Regions from separate parts of the Mus musculus genome. Here all the other regions are linked to region 1. The links are chromatin contacts, called in public HiChIP or PLAC-seq and promoter capture Hi-C maps. All regions are on one chromosome and are shown on one strand. Each heading gives the region's core, a stretch centred on a gene start, on an enhancer-like site or on the middle of the called end of the contact. The rest is flanking DNA. Distances are from core to core; before and after follow the strand shown.

The links. Promoter capture Hi-C pulls out the DNA fragments that hold promoters and counts their contacts. HiChIP or PLAC-seq counts read pairs in DNA pulled down with a chosen protein or histone mark.
Region 2: a contact with region 1 is called in a promoter capture Hi-C map of embryonic stem cells, with 3 times the contacts expected there. The contact joins the enhancer-like site here to the promoter of Asb4 in region 1. A contact is called at or near these places in 24 of 39 promoter capture datasets (the 3T3-L1 cell line, 3T3-L1-derived adipocytes, the C10 cell line and 14 more), 1 of 15 datasets of contacts at CTCF or cohesin (large pre-B cells), 9 of 484 Hi-C or Micro-C datasets (the HPC-7 cell line, brown adipocytes, embryonic heart and 2 more), 10 of 115 datasets of contacts at active chromatin or transcription factors (bone marrow-derived macrophages, cardiomyocytes, craniofacial prominence and 6 more) and 4 of 9 other capture datasets (adipose tissue, embryonic stem cells, liver and 1 more).
Region 3: a contact with region 1 is called in an H3K4me3 HiChIP or PLAC-seq map of bone marrow-derived macrophages, with 5 times the contacts expected there. The contact joins the enhancer-like site here to the promoter of Asb4 in region 1. A contact is called at or near these places in 20 of 39 promoter capture datasets (the C10 cell line, the HPC-7 cell line, HPC-7-derived erythroid cells and 13 more), 2 of 15 datasets of contacts at CTCF or cohesin (the NIH/3T3 cell line and pro-B cells), 31 of 484 Hi-C or Micro-C datasets (the 3T3-L1 cell line, the AML12 cell line, the BV-2 cell line and 20 more), 15 of 115 datasets of contacts at active chromatin or transcription factors (bone marrow-derived macrophages, craniofacial prominence, differentiating embryonic stem cells and 10 more) and 4 of 9 other capture datasets (adipose tissue, liver, macrophages and 1 more).
Region 4: a promoter capture Hi-C map of embryonic stem cells shows a contact between it and region 1, with 2.8 times the contacts expected there. The contact joins the enhancer-like site here to the promoter of Asb4 in region 1. A contact is called at or near these places in 13 of 39 promoter capture datasets (the 3T3-L1 cell line, the C10 cell line, the HPC-7 cell line and 5 more), 2 of 15 datasets of contacts at CTCF or cohesin (large pre-B cells and pro-B cells), 3 of 484 Hi-C or Micro-C datasets (the G1E-ER4 cell line and cerebral cortex), 6 of 115 datasets of contacts at active chromatin or transcription factors (astrocytes, bone marrow-derived macrophages, embryonic stem cells and 1 more) and 2 of 9 other capture datasets (embryonic stem cells and macrophages).

Annotation. Positions count from the first base shown.
Region 1 is chr6:5,388,607-5,391,674 of GRCm38.p6, reverse strand. It overlaps Asb4 (ankyrin repeat and SOCS box-containing 4), which reads right to left and starts at 1,265. Exons shown (of 5, transcript NM_001355662.1): 1 at 880-1,265. The coding sequence starts at 1,066.
Region 2 is chr6:4,981,570-4,984,645 of GRCm38.p6, reverse strand. The region is part of intron 2 of Ppp1r9a (protein phosphatase 1, regulatory subunit 9A); the gene reads right to left. Among named protein-coding and RNA genes, the nearest start is that of Gm52886, 72 kb to the left of the region's middle. Within about 2 kb of position 1,820, at least 72 of the 459 cell types and tissues checked have an H3K27ac peak or open chromatin away from gene starts, as enhancers often do. A contact at or near this core is called in craniofacial prominence, embryonic stem cells, epiblast stem cells and 1 more, where this site is marked.
Region 3 is chr6:5,092,330-5,095,145 of GRCm38.p6, reverse strand. All of the region lies in intron 6 of Ppp1r9a (protein phosphatase 1, regulatory subunit 9A), which reads right to left. Among named protein-coding and RNA genes, the nearest start is that of Gm52886, 39 kb to the right of the region's middle. Within about 2 kb of position 1,530, at least 79 of the 459 cell types and tissues checked have an H3K27ac peak or open chromatin away from gene starts, as enhancers often do. A contact at or near this core is called in the BV-2 cell line, ECoMG-derived neutrophils, the HPC-7 cell line and 7 more, where this site is marked.
Region 4 is chr6:5,032,088-5,035,216 of GRCm38.p6, reverse strand. The region is part of intron 2 of Ppp1r9a (protein phosphatase 1, regulatory subunit 9A); the gene reads right to left. Among named protein-coding and RNA genes, the nearest start is that of Gm52886, 21 kb to the left of the region's middle. Within about 2 kb of position 1,821, at least 13 of the 459 cell types and tissues checked have an H3K27ac peak or open chromatin away from gene starts, as enhancers often do. A contact at or near this core is called in embryonic stem cells, where this site is marked.

The DNA of each region.
Region 1 (3,068 bases), core at 16-2,515:
CTCTAGGCAGCAGTGAAGGTAAATAGAGTCTTTCTTTGCAGTATGCTCGCCAAACGGTCTAACTATTGAAGTTTTCCCATTATCTAGTTGATTTGAGAAATCAGAATGAGTGTGTTAATCTTGTTCTGATTTATTAAAGAGGAGTTCCAGGGGAGGGGGAGACTTAAAGAATTTTGTTATAATTTTTGATTTCCTATTTTTTTTTTTTTGGACAAAGCAGAGATTCTGAATTTTAATTTTTCAATTTTTTTCTCTACTATTGCAGCCAAGCAGAAAAGAAAAATAAAAGTTAACTTTGTGGTGTTTAGAGTTCAGCTTTTGTTCCTGCACTGAAACCCATTAAACCGATGCAGACCATCGAAGTGCCCCTGGCGCATCTTTCGCCATTCATTAACTCTCTAAATGGAAAAGAAGGTCCCCTTTCTCATTCACAGGGACACGGAGGTGATATATCTGTAAGTGGTTGTTAGGAAAGAATCAGCAGCCTGACCGAGAACCACACTGTCACACAGAGATCTCAGCGTCTTTAAGCAGAGCCTAGAGGCTTTTCTTTATTCTGTACCAACACAGTCACAAGGGAAGTCCCCCACACACCGTGCATGACAAATACAACCTCCCAGGGTCCCAAATTCCAGGCGCAAGAATGGCAAAGAGCAATAAATAGAAATACATAGACAAAAATCTGTATGGATCTATGAAAATCACCCCCAAATGCGCTCTGATTTTTAAAAGGGAAGGGAAGATTTTTAAAAATAAGAAATACTGTCTAAACAAACACTTAAACAATAAGAACGACTGCTTTAAAGACAAAAGCTGACCTACTGACCTAAAAATCCATTTTGTATCAATTTCACAATTACACCTCTCCAATTCTTTTACCTTGTTTGTAAGATGCCAAAATCATGTTCTCATCTTCAACTTCAAACACTGTGTCCACATCTATTTGCCTCTCGATTAAAATAGCCTTCAGTTTTCCGAAGTCATTTGTTTTTAGAGCCTCCAGGAAATCTTTCTTAACTAATTTGGCAGCTCCAGCTTTGCTGATAGGGGCAGTGATGCCGTCCATCCTCGGAGCCCTGTGGAAGCGGAGCAATGATTTATCAGGAGAGCAGCACCCAGCACACAGGCAAGGCTGGAGAGTCCACAAACTGCCGGCTAATTTTATCCCAAAGTTATGCTGACCCGTTCTATTTATATAGGGATCATTTCAAACTTCAAAATATCCTCCCAGACTCTCCCTGAGTTCTCAGGTCCTTTAAACTGGAGATACGTAAGCGGGTCCCTTCCGCTCTACGTGGAGTCGATAAGCAGGAAGGCTTCTGTGACACATTTCCGAGCATGAAATGTCACAATTATTTCTTACAAGACCAAAGTGAAAGTGTAAGATTTACAAAGCTCTTAATTCTCTTTATGTTTTCTCCTCAACAAAAAACATCTGGCGCCTGGCTGGAGCCGCAGTATCTTAGTCTGACTAACTAATAGCCCCAAATGAGAATTTGTTTCTGTTGTTGATACACGTGCTACTGAAAACCTTTAATGATTTTGTGAAATGAGCCTGTAAAATCGAGCCTAATTATGCACATCTAAAAACAAACAGAAGGTTTGTCAGTAACCTACACTTAAAAATTTTTCAATATTATGAGAAAAGCAGGGCGGGGTAGTGAGATGATGGGGGGGGGTCATTTTAGGGGAAAAAAAGAACCTGAAGAAACAAGAAAATCAATGCAACAAGTGAGTGGACTTTATTGAACCCTGCATTTTATTTCTCAAGTCAGTTAAAAAAAAAAGCCATGTTTGAACAAATTACAAAAACAAATACAAGCTGGATCTTACTTTCTACTATGAGCTTATTGATTTGAAAATGTGAGTCAGGTATTTGGGTTCTGTAAAAGAATCCTGTTTGTCCTCAATTAAAGCAATGCCTAATCAATTAGCACACTGTCTCACACATCCTCTGTCTGTTTACATAGTGCTTGTGTGTGTGTGTGTGTGTGTGTGTGTGTGTGTGTGTGTGTGTGTGTGTTTGCTAGGGATCAAACCCAGGGACTCACACAGCTTGTGTTTTATTACTGAGCTAACTCCATCCAAGGTCTTTAACACTTTTGTTTTAAAACAGTTCAGACATGTAAATAGGACAGAGAGCAAGGGACAAGAGGCACAGAGACAGAGAGAACACAGGGAACAAATGTGGCCCAAAGTTAAGCAGCTGGTTACTGTCATGGGCAATATGCAGTTACCTGCTAGTTTTTATTATTAAAATTTCTCCCTGTTAGTTTTTCAACAGAAAAAGTTAGAGACAAAACTGAAGACTTAATTTTACTTATTAGTGTCTTTAATGTCAGAAAATTATCAAGTGCTAACTAGTATACAAATTAGCTGCAATTTACATATCATGGATAGGTTCAGAAAAATGATATAAAAAAATCCCTGCAGTACTTGCAGTGTGAATTTTTTAAATTTTTCAATAACAAATATGTCTATAAACGCAACTGCGAATCAGCATACCCTTTCACTTGATGTACTGATGTGGAACGTAAATATACAAAACTGGCCAGTCCTGAGCACAGAACTTACCAAATCATAACAATTTTCACATTCAACACCCAGACCCAACAGAGTAGTTGTAAGCCCACCAGAACCCCCTCACACACTCTTAGACGGGAGAGTCAATCTGCCAACACCCACTACCATGACTTCCAACACTGAGGGTCAGTTCTACATACTTTTTAAAAGAACTTTTATTTGAAATTTTAATAGTTTACTCATTTAAATTTTAGATACATACTTCAAAATGATGGCTCCAGCAAGGGTGAGATGATCAAGAGACACGGAAACGAAGAGACAGGGACCTTCTGTCTGCTCAGCCCTGGCTCTAGACCCCAGGACACTGTTAAGACCTTTTGCTTTTGTTGAACATATATTGGAGACTCTTCTGAGAGGCTTGCCTGAACTTAGCCCCAGATACCTTCTTCAGCAAATACTTAGTGGTGCTTAGTGTATGACAAGTCACTTATTCAGAACACTGGAAATGTATCAATGAGAAAAACATACAAGAATCCCCACTGAAG
Region 2 (3,076 bases), core at 571-3,070, 410 kb after region 1:
TCCAGGACAGCCAGGGCTACACAGAGAAACCCTGTCTCGAAAAAACAACAACAACAACAAAAAAACAAACAAACAAAAAGAAATAGAAAATGCTGAAAAATATGAAACTGTGAAGTTTTAGAAGCCTAACTGGACATCAGTGCAAACAACCCAGAACCCAGCAGCACAGCCGCTCTGGCCCCCAGCAGGCTGGGAGGAGTTCCAAACCCTGCAGCACCTCCTGGCTATCCAGCGCACCACTGCATGCTGAGCAAGCTCAGCTTACTCAACTTGTTGATTTCAATAACAACCTAAAAGTAGGATTGAATGGTGGTTTCCGTAAGAGCGTCTTACTAGCTGATTGGAAATTTGTAATTTCAGTAAATACCTCTCATTTGCGTTCTTACCTTGACACACACACATCACTATTTTAGAGAAGCTCGTGCTCTGAGACAACTGTACAGTGTTATCCTGCTGGTGGCTTGAATCCCAGAGCTGGGATCTAAACATGGGAACATTTGCAAAAAGAGATTTAATCTTAGAACTGAAGGATAATCTGAGACAGGGGACAGAGTAAGTGATGGTCGAGATAGGATGCAGCCCCAGATCCTTCTACACAGCCAATGTCACGGGCAACACACAGCGATACAGTGCATGAGCACAAGACTACTCAAGCTGCCACACTCGGGAACACTTTCTGCCCTTCAGTAACAATAAAACAGATAGACGCAAGGTATGTCAGCAGCAATGAATATCAGTTCTGATTCTCAACGCGTGAACTGGAAATAAGAAGTCAAAATGTGGCCCAAATAATTTTGCTCAAAGCAAACAACTATGGTCTATATAAAAACAGAGTTTTGACATAGGCGACTCCAGGACTTGGTTAGGTAATATTCCATACGTGGGCATTAATTGTGACAATTTTAACAACAGCATGTCATGAATCTGCCATACCTAGTAGTTATTTACCAAACTTACTAAGAAAAACAAGTCATAACACACATGGCTTTTATAATTACCTAGAACTAAACAGGCCTTCTGGGCTCCTTTTATTCAACTATGATAAAACTGTTAAATATCATTTCAAATTGTGTTTGAATTGTTTACAATTTAATACCATAATTAATTGCCTGGTATGAGAGGGACATAGGTTATGAAGATAGATACCATGAAAGGGAACAAGAGGAAGTGAGAGGGTAGGGTAAGGCAAAAGAATATGTAACACGGAAGCAGAAAGGAAGCCCGAGGGGAAGTGGGATATTGGAGGGGGGAAAATCGGGAGTGGGGACAACAGAAACATCTTGGTTGAAAATGTCAACATGGAAGCTAGGTAATACTTCTCTGAATGCTAATGAAAATCTGACTGACTTCCAATGGGCTCAAAACTTGCCCACATTTCAGAACACCAGAAAGGTTCCTTCACACAAGACTTGCTAATAGTGATAGCAAGGGTGCCATTCAACGATGTTTACCCTCCTTTAAGGCTTATGGCCTTGCCGTATGAAAAAGACCGTGACAGCAGTGTGAGCGGGAAGGACTTGGTAGAAAGAGCACACAGAGCCTCTATATGTCTGTGCTCATCAATGCTCCAGTGTCTAGGACAGCGTTTGGGAGCACCCTCCCAGAGGCAGAAAGGATTAAATGAGGCTCTTCAAGCAGAAGGCTCAGCTGTGATACATGCACCCAAAACAGAAGCTGTTTGCCTTGGCTCTTTAAGAATACCTTCTGAGGCTTTCTTGGGACCGACTGGCAAGCAGACTGCTCACACGGAACTCCTTGTTTGCTCAAGCATGGGTGAAAGAGTGAAAGCACAACGTTTGCTCAGCAAAGCTACCTTCCTGCTGCAGGCTCCACTCAAAGAGGCCATTATGTCAATGCAGCCCCACCTCACGCTACCGCTGCAGTGCCCCATTCCTGTCGCCAGGGAACATCTGGGTGCCAAACTCATTTGTGTATGTTAAACAGAATGGTCTTTGTGTATTAAGTACACTAGAGTAGAACTCAGGAACATATTTTGAGTGTTAAACCTCAAAGAAGGCATTTGTTTTTAATATATAAAAAAGCAGATTTGTTTGAATCTTGCACAGAAAACTTACTGTCTATTTAGACAACCACAGTATCTTTTTTATAATCCTAGAAAGCATATCTGATATTTAAATCACTGTGACTTCAAATTAAAATTTACCTAAGCTAACTACATGTATATGAATACTACATTAAATTTACTATCAACTTTTTGCAAGAGTGAGACTATGCTGCCCTGATCATTCTGCCTCCATTTCCAAAATATTGCGAAAACAGAATGTGTCACATTTTATTAAATTTTAAATTTCCTTTCAGCAGAGCATTTGTGATCAATATTTTAAGTTATTCCAAATATTTACTATAAAATGCAAATTCACGTTTTATATTTTCTTTTAATTTTATCTATATTCATGATTATAAATCCTAGCTAATCCAGACTGGATTTGCACCTTTGATTTGCTTTTACTCTGACTAGTCAACATGGCATCAGAGAACCACATTATCTGAAAAGACTAAACATGATCTCTGCTTAGATACTGTTGATCTGCTTCTAGTGCTCCAAGACAATGCAGCATAGTAAAGATAATTTATCCACAGTCACAAGATAGAATTCCAAAAAGGCCCTGTGATGATCTCTCAGGGCTCTAAATTTACAAGGCAGGAAAGAATGAAATACAAACTCTGGAAGCTTATTCTAAAGTCTAAATAAATGAAAATAAATGACATTAAAAGTGCACTCGGTGGAGAGAACTCATGGAAAGCCATAAAACGCACAGGAAGCAAAGACAAGTGAAACTCTTTTATATGACACAGCTGAACCTACAATTTCTCAAAAACAAAACAAAATATTTGAAATATTTTCATTTGTCTATGTCTTAAGACTCAATTTGAAGTAGTCAAATGAGTTCGGATCATATCCAGCCAAGAAGCCATCCTTACCATCATACCTGTCCCCTGCATGCTGGTTCTAAATCTCTACTGTCAACATAACTGGATTCTGTCATTATGACTGGATTCAGAGTCACCTAAGAAACCACATCTGAGCATATTCGTGAAGCCTTTCCAGAGAAGG
Region 3 (2,816 bases), core at 281-2,780, 300 kb after region 1:
CGTGTGGCCTAGTTTTGAAATATTGAGCCACTGAAGAGTCTAAACATTACTGCAGCGCTGTGAAGCACTTTCTTCTGAGACTGTTCTAACGACACACATGAGTGACACACTCAGGGCTCTACCCCAGGCAAGAACACACTTACAGACCGTGAGACCTTCTCACTAGGACTATCTTCCCCCTCTTGTTTGGACAGGATAACTACAGAGTATTACAACAAAAGCACGTCTTTGGGACTAGAGAGAGCAGGTCTCCAGAAAAGCCTGAGGCCCAGAGAAAAGTTGAAAGATTTCAATGTCATTGTATATTAAGGGGATTCAAGTAACTAATTACACAAATCTCCAGTGTGATGCCTGGCCTGTGAGGCATATTCATCACTCTACCCTTTACTAAGTCCCTTAAAATGTACCGGGTTTGTGAGCTTGGTTGTTTGAACTTTAGAGAGAGGGGTGTTTCAGCTCACAGTTCTCGAAGTTCAAAGTTAAGGGGCCACACATGATAGTAATCTCCTTACCGGCAGACAGAGCTATGAGCTGGCTCAGTAGATCACATGGCAAGAGACAGAGAGTCTGTGCATGAGCACATTCAGATGTGTGCATGTTTTTACCTGTTTATGGCATCTCAAACTTTATTTCAGAGAATGCTTGTTGGTTTTCATATCCTTGTCAGTACCTAGTCTCCAAGAAGAAAAACAGTTTTTAAAAGATCTATTTTTACTATTTTAAATTATGTGTAAGTGTGTGTTTATGCAGGGGTGCATGCACACGACTGTTGATATCCTTGGAGGATAAAGGCATAGGATTCTCCCTTGGTGGACCCAGCATGGGTCCTGAGACCTGAAGCTAGATCTCTGCACAAGCAGGAAGAGTGCTTAGCTGATGAGCCATCTATCCAGGCCTTGAGTGGAGAAATGTTTAAATACCTAGATTACTCGGATAGCCCTGGGTTCCCAATCTTCAGGGGCTCAGCTCATTCACCTACCACACTGCTGATAAATTATTATCATAGCAATTTTAACTAGAGATCTTTAAGTAAAATCTCTTCCAACTACTCAAATTCATGTTTCTTTTCTTCAGTACTCTGTATCAATTTTGCTACTTCATTAATTAGCTTTGGATTTTAATGTTTTCTTTAGTTTGTACCGGCATACTCAAAACCAAGGTCACTCTTTTATTTTATTTTTTTTGGCCATGGTGTCTCAGTGGCACAATGACCTCCGTGACACTGCTTCCTGTGCTCTACTGGGATCCTTCCTCTCCAGTGTGGACTGGACCTAGCAATTCAGCTGCAGCTAAATACAAGGGAAGTAACTAACTTAGTTACAGGAAGTGTGACTTGTGCCTCTTTTGTCCTGGCTTGTTCTCTGTGTCCTCACTATTGGGAAGCAGGAGTCCAGGTTCTGAGCAGGAAGGGGCCACATTACAAGGTTCTGAGATGTCTGGCCAACAGCCAGCAGGAAACAGAGGTTTACCAACAGTCACATGAGGGAGCTTGGAAATGGCTCTTCTGCATCCTGTCGACAGCTGCGAGTGTGTTTGGATGCAGACCCTCTCCCAGTTGAGCGCTTAGATGGCCACAGCTCTGGCTGACACCTTACTGTCGGCCTTGGGACAGATGTGAGCTTAGAAAGATCCGGATGAACGAGCTCACAGTGTACTGTAGAGACATTTCTTATTCTAAGTTGCTATGTTTTGGTGGGTGGTGATGTTTTAGAAGGAAGGGGATTCACACAGGAAGGGAGGCTGCCAAAACAAAGCAGAGAAAATAATAGGGATGTGGCTTTGGAAGTGGGCAGTGGGCGAAGGCTAGATAGATTCTAAGGAATGGATTAGTTTAAACTACCCTAAACATATTGTTCGAGGAAACCTGAAAGGCAGGCTGTTAACATGGCAGAATGTTCAGGGTGAGCATCAGCTCCTCAGGGAGACACAGGGAATGTCTAGTAAACAGTACCATCTCAGAAAGAGGATGCCAAACCCAGCCTCAGGGGTTGCCTCTCTGTTTTCTCTCCTTATAGTAAAATAGAAAATATACGAAGATACTATTAAACAGGAATGAAACAGAAGTTTATGGCTTTGAACAGTTTAAAATTAAGGCTAGAATTAAGAGATGGCTGAAAAAGGAAGTTCAAATTCAGGGAACTGCTAGGAGAATACAGATTTCAAATAGAGGAAGTTTACTAGGGTTGTGGCCTTAGGAAACTCCGATTTTTTTAGTTTAGTTTAGTTTTGTTTTTGTTTTTGTTTTTTTGAGACAGGGTTTCTCTGTCCTGGAACTCACTCTGTAGACCAGGCTGGCCTCGAACTCAGAAATCTGCCTGCCTCTGCCTCCAATTTTAAACAGCGTCAGATAAGCAAGTCTTTGAACTGCCCTAAAAGAGGCACAACCTGCATTCACTTTTAGGCTGTATGACATTTCTGAAAAGCTAATTTGAAACAAAGCCCCCGCAAGCCTCTGCTCACAGGGATCATGGGGAAGAGCTGTATGGAGAAGCTGGTTCCCAGCCGTCTTCCTCTCTTGTCTCTATAGAGTCCATGGCATCTGATAGATTATCCCATGATAGGACACACCTGTGGGTGACTGATCAAAGTGACCAAGACAAACAATAAGGGAATCCTGTGAGTCTAACACTGGAGAAGAGCACTGCGAACAGAATTCTAAGTCACACAATAGTCCAACCTGTAGAATTCCGATAAAGCCTCAGGATATACCTTAGAAACCCAGCGCACTGATGTTTCCACTTGTCGTAAATCAATAACTCAAGTAGTGGAGGGTGTACCAGGGAATGGAGACGTGTGCCTTTGACACACACACACAC
Region 4 (3,129 bases), core at 572-3,071, 360 kb after region 1:
CAATATAGTCATAGAAATGCATTGACAGACCCAATGATAAAAATTGAGCATAAATTTTTGAATTAGTGATGGCACTAGCTATCTCATTCTCAGACATGATTAAAAATCAAATATAGAGGCTACTAGGACTTCAACTTCCACATAGTTTGAGTGAGTCTGCAAAAAGCCAGTACATACATATGAAGCTAAATCTTTAATATATATGTATATATGCACATACATAGATATTTTTAAAATAAATGGTATTCTCAAGAGCACATACACAAACAATTTCTTTTAAACTCTTCTTATTGCTGGGCATGTGGCGCGCACTGCTCCCAGCACTTGGGAGACATGGGCAACAGAGCTCTGTGAGTTTCAGGTCAGCCTGGGTCGCACATCAAGTTCCAGGCCAGACAGAGCTAGACAGTGAGATCCTGTCTCAAAGATTAGTTACTTAATTAATATCTGCTACGATTACAAGTGTGTGTGCTGATGCACGTGAGCTGTCATGCACATGGAGCTCAGAGGAGCACTCTGTGGAGTCAGCACTCCCTTGCCAGCACTCCCTTGTGTTGTGGCCTCTAGATACTGGGCTCAGGTTGCCAGGCTCGCACTACTGCTTGCTAGGAGCCATCTTCCAGGCACAGAAATTTTCACTGAAGCAAAAGCAATCAGAATGTCTCATCTCTTATTTAGAACAGTACAAAAGTCAGTATAATCAATATTGTTTATCTACAAATATGTGTTGTTAAAGTACTAGAATAATTTTGTTAAGTTCTTATAAATATAGTTCACAAATAAAAACTTGGATTGTCCCAAATTTATAAAATTCTAGAGTTGGGCAGCGGTGGTGCACACCTTTAATCCCAGCACTTGGGAGGCAGAGGCAGGCAGATTTTTGAGTTCCAGGCCAGCCTGGTCTACAGAGTGAGTTCCACAACAGCCACGGCTACACAGAGAAACCCTGTCTCTAAATAAATAAATAAATAAATAAATAAATAAATAAATAAATAATAGTTAAAATTCTAGGATCTGTTCAAAATAGTGAGGTTTATTTTGTTTTTTTGTTGGTTTTTTTTTTTTTTTTTCACTCTCCTAATGGACAGTTTAACAGAGAACTAGGCTATCCAATAATGGTCATGTTTTTCTTGGTGTTTTTCAAATTATTATTAAAAAATTAAACATTTCATGAGAAATTAATAACTAAAAAATACTAATGATCCCAAATGATACTTCTTCTGGGGATGGGGTGGGGTGGGGGTGGGTGGGGGTGGGGCAATTTTGAACTCCCAGAAGTGAGTGCTTTCCAACAAATACATTAGGGTGAGCTGGCTCTGCTCTAGCGTTTGTTGAAACAGTTGGCTCTGGCTGTTCCTTCCACTCTAAGTGTCAACAAGTGGCTCTAACTCCCCCGGAGGAAGGCCGTTCTGCACATCCTTGAACTGGAAGCAGGGGGGCAAGAGTACTACCCTTTGGGTAAGTAAGGGAAAGTAGGTACCAGCCACACTGAGGGTCTCAGAAGATGGCTGACAAGTTCCCACGTGACATACAAAACTTCCAAAGATATGTGGATACATCTCTTATCAGGAACTAAGAACCCCAAACTCTAAGGTCTTAATTTTGGGAATGGCACTTCAGGTCTAAGATTCGACAGGAAACCAACTAAAACAGCCCATTTAAGGAGATCACCTAAAATAAATGTTTGCATTAGGAAAAAAGGACACTGGAATGAACTACAATAGTTGGATTGTAATTGTAATTGGAGGGCTCACCTGTGACCCAGATCTTGAGGATGGAAGACGCAAGATTACGACCTGGATATTGTCATGGAGATCTTGAGGCACTGTGACCATGAAAAACCTAGGCTCAGGAGAGATAGTATGTGCCTTTAATCCTTTGAGACTGAGGCAAGGAGATCTTTGAGTTCAAGGTCAGCCTGGGACAAAGCAAGTTCCAAATCCAGGTGTGGTGGCACACACCTTTAATCTGGGCCACACCTTCTGCTGGAGGCCTACAGTAAGGACAATGCAATAAGGAAGATTTGCTCTTCGAGCTTGCATTTACTTGCCAGCACATCTGCTGGAATCTATTTCTACAAAAGACCACCTGAAACAATTACTGTTGTGGGACTGAGAAACTACTAGATTCTTGGAATTCCAATTCATAGCTGACCCTTGTTCGGGAGTTGGACTACAGACTGTAAATCATCATAATAAATTCCCTCACTATAGAAAGACATTCCATACATTTTGTGACTCTAGACAAGCCCAATACAGATAACCAACGTCAGGAAGTCATAGAAGCACTAGAATGTGGCCCAGATTAAAGGTGTGTTCCACCACACCTGGATTTGGGACTTGTTTTTCATTGACCAACAGCAGTTGAAGAGAATACGGTACCATGAACAGGGCTGATAAGCCACCTACAGTAGCTGAGATATGGCTTGAGTTCATCCCCCCATAGTTAGATGCTTGAAGCCCAGGGTGAAAGGCTGAAAAGGGAGTAAAACCTTTAAAAAGGAGAGTCTAATGGGAGAATCTCAGGTCACCTGAGGAGTCTGCATTTGGGATCTTCCTTCCTTACATCTCCTGCCTTGTACCTTCACCAGAACAAAGCAAGAATAGTGCCATACCATGAACCTTCAGAACTGCAGTCTTATAAAGTACCTCATGCCAGGTACTTAATATAACAAAGAAAAAAATGGGCAAAGGAATGAGCCAAAAAAGTAGGTGAGGATCATGGGTTAACTTCAGTACAGAGGAGGAAGGTGTTAGATATATTCTAGTGAGAGGTGAATTACAATTGATTCTGACCCTCAGACAAATAGAGCTGAAGACAGACCCCTTCATCTGATGTGTCCAGGTTATTGCCTCAATCATTTATTTATATACTATGCCAGATGTCATCAAGAAGGTACTTTGCAGGCATGTTTAAAGTCCACAATTAGTAGATTTTAAGGGGAAAAGAAAGATTATCTTTAGTAATCTTTGGTCCTGATTCAACCTGTTGATTTGAAGTTTGAAGACTAGAGAATCCTGCATAGTCCACTCCACTTGTGTGCGCCAATTACTTGCAAAAATATTCTGCTCTAACCAGCCTAAACTGGTTAAAGTCCCATGACTTTGCAAGTCTTCGTCCTGCAGCGAA